2 separate regions of the Mus musculus genome follow, and region 2 is linked to region 1. The links are chromatin contacts, called in public ChIA-PET maps. All regions are on one chromosome and are shown on one strand. Each heading gives the region's core, a stretch centred on a gene start, on an enhancer-like site or on the middle of the called end of the contact. The rest is flanking DNA. Distances are from core to core; before and after follow the strand shown. Region 1 overlaps Rnf38 (ring finger protein 38). Region 2 has its middle 30 kb from the start of Melk.

What was found. ChIA-PET counts read pairs in DNA pulled down with a chosen protein or histone mark.
Region 2: an RNA polymerase II ChIA-PET map of memory CD8 T cells shows a contact between it and region 1, with 28 read pairs. The contact joins two enhancer-like sites. A contact is called at or near these places in 1 of 39 promoter capture datasets (embryonic stem cells), 31 of 484 Hi-C or Micro-C datasets (the 63-12 cell line, the AML12 cell line, CD8 T cells and 14 more), 28 of 115 datasets of contacts at active chromatin or transcription factors (the HPC-7 cell line, the NIH/3T3 cell line, T-cell acute lymphoblastic leukemia and 17 more) and 4 of 9 other capture datasets (adipose tissue, embryonic stem cells, liver and 1 more).

The regions. Positions count from the first base shown.
Region 1 is chr4:44,157,981-44,161,769 of GRCm38.p6, reverse strand. All of the region lies in intron 2 of Rnf38 (ring finger protein 38), which reads left to right. Among named protein-coding and RNA genes, the nearest start is that of Mir5106, 61 kb to the left of the region's middle. Within about 2 kb of position 1,734, at least 26 of the 459 cell types and tissues checked have an H3K27ac peak or open chromatin away from gene starts, as enhancers often do. A contact at or near this core is called in memory CD8 T cells, where this site is marked.
Region 2 is chr4:44,269,105-44,272,893 of GRCm38.p6, reverse strand. No RefSeq gene overlaps it. Among named protein-coding and RNA genes, the nearest start is that of Melk, 30 kb to the left of the region's middle. Within about 2 kb of position 1,588, at least 41 of the 459 cell types and tissues checked have an H3K27ac peak or open chromatin away from gene starts, as enhancers often do. A contact at or near this core is called in memory CD8 T cells, where this site is marked.

The DNA.
Region 1 (3,789 bases), core at 485-2,984:
AGATATACTTAAAAGCTCCTAGTGTGACAAGAGCCAAGGGTGCCAGGGGTTTGTTGTTTGTTTTTACTTGTGATGATGGAACATTTTCCAAAGGATCAAAGAGTGAAGAATAAAGCGGACTCTGATTTCTGTTCTGCTAGCCAGGTGCTTGTACTTGAGATTTGTAAAACCGACCACGATTGTTGATGGTAAATGACTTGCTTAAAACACAGACGGGGCCAGAGAGAGCGCTCAGCAGTTAAGAACACTGGCTGCATCTAATCAGTTCAGGGTAGACCACGCCCTCTCTGGCCTCCAGGGGCACCTGGCGCACATGTGGTGCACGATACAAAGAATCCATTTACTTTAAAAAGTGAAAATCACTACAGGTTTCACTTATGTGAACATAAAAAACCGCCCAAGAGAATTGCAGGTAGAGTACTAATTAGAAGAAGGAACAGCTCATTTGGAGAGAGGTTTTTGTGACATTCCTTGCTGAATGAAGATCAAGAATGGCAAATATACGTCTTATCTCTTTTGGGTTGGTTTTATTGTTTTGAGAAAGGACTTACTATGTGAGGCTGGCCTAGAGTTCTTAGCAGTCCTCTGCTTAGGAGGGCTCTGGTCAGAGGCACAAGCCACTTGCACGGCTGTGCTGTGCTGGGAATCAAATCTACCTTTTATTTTCTTATTAATTCAGTTATGTTCCAGTATTTCCTGCTTTATAGTGCGTGAATATCATACTGTTGGTTGCTTGCATCCATTCTGTCCTCCCCTTTTCACGCTTATTTAATAGGGTGGCACACATTTAAACCATGACATGTGGAGGTCATAAGACAAACTTTGGGGAGTAAATTCTCTTTCTCTACCCACTATGTGGGTTTCAGGAATCTAATCCAGGCCATCAGAGTTGGTGGCAAGCCCTTTTACCTACTGAGCCATCTTGTTGACCGTCGCTTTTTAATTAAAATAAGGTCTTTGGGATTTTTATTTTTTAATCCTTATAGCTTAGTTCCTTAACATGTATATATCTCTTAGCTTTTAGAAAACAGTAAATATTCTTCACTGTTCTTCACATACTCATAAGTGTAAAGAGTGCACATTATGTTTGCAATACAGAGATAAACTATAGTTTATATCCAAAATATACTGTGTAGTAAACTAACAAATATTCCTCTTTATTAACCTCTGAGGGGTGGTAGTAGGTCTTTGGCAGTATTTTTGTTCTTACCATGTTTATGAGGTTTATGCCACATTGACAACAAAGTTACAGATGGGTCAGAGATGATCAAAGCATGGCAGTACTACAGCATTCACTTTATGATGTCCTTAAATTCCTCTCTAGCATCTCTTTTACTATCTGCCATTCTGAGAGCTGTGTTTTCTTTTTTTTTTTTTAAGATTTATTTATTATTATATGTAAGTACACCGTAGCTGTCTTCAGACACACCAGAAGAGGGAGTCAGATCTTGTTATGGATGGTTGTGAGCCACCACGTGGTTGCTGAGATTTGAACTCTGGACCTTCGGAAGAGCAGTCGGGTGCTCTTACCCACTGAGCCATCTCACCAGCCCCGAGCTGTGTTTTCTTACTCTCCTGCTCCCGTCCGGCTCTCAGAGCAGAGCACTCCGTGTCAGTGTCATCAGAAACTTACTTAACAGCGATTGATTTGGTTCTTTTTCTTTCCTTTCCACCTTCCCCTCCTTTTTTTGCTAGCATATGCCTGTTAGAAGGTAGGAAACCACGCCCTTTTTTTGTTTAGTGCCTGTTACCAAGGAGACCCTTAGATCTAAGACTGAGGGAAAAAACTGTAAAAGCACACGGTGTTAAGCACGTTTTATTTTATCTTATTTTTTTTGTATGTGTGAGCATAAACAAGTCTTTAAACTTGGAGTCCCCAAGGAAAATTTCACTGTCACAACATAGTGAAGAGTGTTGTTCATGGTTTTAAATTGCTACAGACTTACACAAATGTAAGGAGATTTAAACTACAGTCCAGATTTTTACGTTACAGTTGTTTACTTTCAGACTTAGGAGTTTGTCTTCATTTCCTTAGCAGAGCCTTTAGTTTTGTGTTGTTTCCTTTATTTGGCCTTTTGTTACTGTTTGAGGATTTTCATTTGCTTTTCTTTTTTTTTTTTTTTTTTTTAAATCTTGAGACAAGATCATGATTTCTAGCCCAGGTTAGCTTAGAACTTGGGATGTTCTTGCCTCAGCCTCCCTAGTACTGAATAGATGTAGCTAAAGTTTATTGGATAGACTGGACAGGCCATCCTCAGTTAAACGTAACATTTGTACATGAAGTACACACAGTCTTTCAGCTGATAGTATAGAACTTTTACCATAAGTATTGTCAAGTCTTTTTTCACCAAGGTCACTAAAAGTACATTGAGAAAAAAATACAGTGTAGGTAAACATTCATCACTCCACTTAAGTGTTTTACCTCAGGTCTTAGCCTGAAGTCTGGTCTTTAGAGGTTACTATTCCTAGGTATTTGGGGAACAGGGACTTGAGCTCCCCAAGCTGTGATATTTTTTATCTCAAACCTTTTTGTATGAGAAGCTCCATTGCTAGAGACCGTTCGTGCAGCCTGTATTTTGTGTTTAAAGTTCCTCTTGCCCTGCCCCGTCTGCTGACAGAACTATCACACTCGAAACCTCAGCTCTCCTTCATAGGCTTGTTCTCCATGTCAGTATGGCCAGCATGAACTATCCTTTTCTTCTCCCTCTTTTTCCCAGATATCTCCCGGGGCCAATTCAGCACCTCTACCTGGCCATCCTAACAAGGTGATTTGTGAAAGGGTGAGACTTCAGAGCCTGTTCCCTCTTCTCCCAAGTGATCAGAACACTACCATTCAAGAGGATGCTCACTTCAAAGCTTTCTTCCAGGTTCTTATATGTTTACCCTTTCCCTACACAGGGCTGAAAGTCACAGATACATTCTAGCTTGTTTCTAGGAAGGCTTAAACAAGCTTGTGAGTATCCTCTTACTTTCTGTTGTATGTGGAAATTAGTACTCTTCTCAGAGACTTCTTGAAGGTAACTCTGAGCTTTTCTGAAGAATCTTCTCTTGAGCTACTGTTCATTATTTTGCCACTTAATACTCTGTTTTTTAAAAAAAAAAATCTTTTATGTCTTAATCATTTGTTCTAACCATTCAGTTTCTGTAGGAAGATAAAAGTAAAATATGTAGGGTGTAGGAAAGGATAAATGAAAGCGTCTGTTTTAAGCCATCACTGCTTGCGTAGTGCCCAGAACATATGGTGTTTCCTTTCTGTACCTCCTAGCACCTATACATAAAAACTTGATTTAAAGAAATTATATATAAGATGAAAATGAGTACTGATACACTAAAACCATCTTTGGGTTATTAAAAGATTGCTCAGATTTGCTCATACAAATCGCTGGCTGTTGAACTTTGACTATTTAAAGAGAAATGCTTAAGGTTGGCATGTGCTGTGCATACCTGCAGGTGATCCAGGACTCTTTAGTCTGGTATTCCTTTTAGAATTTGCGCTGGATTCTCTGTTATGTGTGTATTGTGTTACTGTTTTTAAATCTCAGAGTAAGCTAGGCATCTTGTTTTAAGTAAGGAAATAGGCTTTAAAAAGTTCAAAGTACACACATCCATCCAATTATTTGTAGAGCAAGGGCCTCATCTGATTTTAGCTGTGTTGTGTTTACTATATCACACTACCTTTAGATATTCATATTTCTGTAAATATATTTGTAAGTATTTAGCACAACATAACTTTTAGGAGGCATAGTTGTTTGTAAATTGTGTGGCACATTGACTACTGGATTGTTGTTT
Region 2 (3,789 bases), core at 339-2,838, 110 kb before region 1:
AATATTGACTAAGACAGTGTGGGCTTTTGAAACCTCAAAGCTCACCCTCAGTGACACATCTCCTCCAGCAAGGACAAACCTCTTAATCATTTTCCTGCAGTTTCATCCACTGGGGACCAAGTATTCAAATACATGAGCCTGTGGAGGCCGTTCTCATTCAAACCACCACACACTCTAAAGGTTGACCTCTGGCCCTCACACAAATGCACATGCTTGTACACACAAACACCACACACACACACACACACACACACACACACACACATACACACACAAACACACACACACAAACACACACACACACACACACGCACATGCACACGCACACGCACGCGTGCCACAAAAAACCCTGGGGAAACAGAGACAGAAAGACCAGGAATAAGGAGCAAAGCAAGACTCTTATTTCAGAAAACTAGAAGAAAGAAGGGCTGGAGAGCTAGCATGGTGGCTCACAATGACCCATAGTGAGATCCGACAACCTCTTCTGGTGCGTCTGAAGACAGCTACAGTGTACTTATTACAGTACAGTGAATAAATCTTTGAGCCAGAGTGAGCAGGGACTGAGCAAGCAGAGTTGACCAGAGCAAGCAGGGTTGACGCGAGCAAGCAGAAGTCCTAAAATTCAATTCCCAACAACCACATGAAGGCTCACAGTATGTATATGTGTACTCATATACATAAAATAAATATTTAAAAAAGAAAGAAAGAAAAAACTAGGTTCTGGATATGATACTATCATAAAGAAAAGTTCTGAACTCTGAGCACATGGCTCAATTGATAGAGTGCTTGCCTAGTATGTGTGAGGTCCCGGGTTTGATGCCCAATACCACATAAAACAGATGTGTTGTTCATGCTTGTAATCTCAGCATTTGGGAGGCAGAGACAGGCAAATCAGTTCAGTTATTCTTAAGGCCACATTCTTAAGGCTACAAGAGACCCAATCTCCAAGTAAAACAAAACTCCCTAGTCCCAAATTCTTTCTCTCTCTCCTCTCTCTCCTCTCTCTCTCTCTCTCTCTCTCTCTGAGATAGGGTCTCACTGTTATGTAGCCCTGTGCCCTGTCTGTCCTGGAATTTGCTCTGTAGACCAGGCTAGCTGTGAACTCACAGAGATCTGCCTGCCTTGGTCTCCCAAGTATGTGCACCTGGCTCTTTTATTTCATAATATAAAATTATATTCTTCTCCTGCCTTCATCCGCAGATAGGAAAACAAGCACCTCAGACTGTAGTGCAAGCCTGCTCTGGGCGGTACTAATAGGAGGGGTGCCCTAGGGAAAGGCCCCACCTAGCTAAGCTCTGGACTAGTAGAATGGAGCCTAAGGGCTCTTCTACTTGAGAAAGCTATACCATACCAAAGTTTCTGCTCATGGTCAAAGGGGCGAGGTGCGATCCCAAGCCCACAGTTGAATTTGGCTGTGTCCTCTATGCATTAGTCACTTAGGGGCATGAAAGATGCAAGAGCAAGGGCTTGTGGGTTCTTCCTCTGTGGTTTCAGAGAGTTACTGAGGCCAACCAATGTGTACCAGTGCTAGGGTTGCTGTAAGCAGAAGGCCCTGAGCGAGCAGCCATTGTGTAAAGCTGTGAAAAGAAAGTCTGTACTGCAGGATGTGGGAGAAATCAGAACCCTAAGTCGTCTGCTACAGAGAGCTGTACACAGGAAGTGGAGGTGGCCCGAGGCAGAGATGTAGGCTGAAGGCAGCAGTGCTGGAGGGGCTGAGCTAAATTCACTGACATCAGACCTGGAGTTTGTCCTGATGAGTTTTGCTTTGGGCCAGTATTTCCCCCACTATACCCCAACACGTCCCTCTTGGAATGCTAATATATATTTCGTACCATTGAATGTTGGAAGTATGGAATTTATTGTTTTTGTTTTGTTTTGTTTTACAGGAAGTGACAGTCAAGAGATTACCTTATATCTCAGAAGAAACTTTGGACTTTTGAATCATGTTGAGTCTGTTAAAGACTGTGGAGATTTTAGAAGTTGAACTCGATGCATTTTTTTTTAATTGTGATTTGGTTATGACTAAGGAGGCCCAGGAGTGATGCAGAGGTTTGACTGAGAATGTCCCCTCATAGGCTCAGACATTTGAGTCCTTGGTCCCCGGGTGGTGCCTGGGGAGGTGTCAGTGTGTGTGTGTGTGTGTGTGTGTGTGTGTGTGTGTGTGTAGCCTTACTGGAAGAAATAGAGCATGGGGTGGGCTTTGAGGGTTCACAGCCTTCCCCCACTTCTACCTCACACACTCTCTCTGCTTTGTGCTTGGGGTTGAAGATGTGCTTCTTTCTGTTTCCCGTATCAGCCATCAGCGCCCATGCCTCCAGGGCTGTTAGGACTCATCCTCTGAATAAACTCTTCCCTCTATAAGGGGGGTCAGCCATGGTGTTTAGTCACAACAGCAGAGAAGTAACTAACACAGATGTCTGTATAACCTGGACTACACACTGAGGCGTTCTTGTAAATTGCTAATAATGAATTTAAGACAATACAATAAGGGATGGAGTGGGAGTTAGCTCAGTGAGTAGAGTGCTCTTTGGGCGTGCATGAAGATCAGAGTTTGGATCTCCTAGTTTAAAAATTGGGTGTGGTGGCACACACCTGTAATCTCAGCACTGGGAGGCAGAGACAGGAGGATTCCAAGGATTGTCAACTGGTGAAGATCAGATTCCATAAATGACCCTGCTTCAAAAAGGGGAAAGGGGAGGAAGACACCTGACTTCAACCTCTGGTTTCACCATGCACACACATGGTCAAGCACCTCCCGCCACACCTACACACAGATAAATAGCTAAATAGAAATGAACCATCTTGGCGATTTTCCAGGATACGAAGCATTGTTAACTTCAGGCCCCTATTATACAACACTTGTTAAGACTTGCATCCTTAGTCCCAGGGGGGACATTTGGACCACAGAATACATTTCAAATGTGGCCTCCAAATCATCTGTCAAATATATAAAAACAGGGAGTCTCGTCCCCCATTGTTATCCCTTTTCCAGGCTAACTGTCCCCTGGATTTCACTCTTCCCTCAAAGGTCATGGTTCCAAGTCCTAGATTTAGGCTCAGGCTTGTGTACCCCAGAGCTACCACGCATGCCCAACTCCAGAGCTACCACGCATGCCCCGCGGGTTGGTTCTGTGGGAGGAACTGGGAATAAAATGATTATAACACAGCGCTGAACTCCAGAGGGTTGTGAGCCGCTGGCAATGACACACCGAGAAGCTCATAACCTGTCACTCCAGTCCCGCAAGACGGTCATGGACATCACAGAAGTCCAACAAGGAGATGGTCAGCTCCATCCGGGAGCTTGGTGGGGACATGGGACTTGCCTCCCGGCGGCCACGCGGAAGTCCCTCTGTCACTGACTTCATTCAGGGATTTTACCTCCTTCTGCTTTCTTTTCTTGGCATTTCTCTGACACATCCTGTTAGAGTGTTATGTTTCAGGGAGAAAAATTTAAATATATTCATCTGCCACCTTAGACATGTTTTCATAAGAAGAGAAGCTAGCAGCTTGTAGCAAGAATGACTGTTTCGGCACACGAAGCCTGAAATCATTTCAGTAATCTCCTTCTTCCTATAGCCCCTCCCACCTGGCTTTCTCTTTTGTTCTCTCTCTCCCTCTCCCTCTTCCCTTTCCCTCTCCCTTCCCTCCCTCCTTTCTCCATCTTCCATTCCACTCGCCTTCCAAAACTTCTTGACAGTCAAAGTGATCGCTCACAGCCAAGTTTTTTCATACACTCAGAGGGGCACCGTGGAGCAGCAGAGGCCGGAAGCTTCCTGACAGGACCTCGTG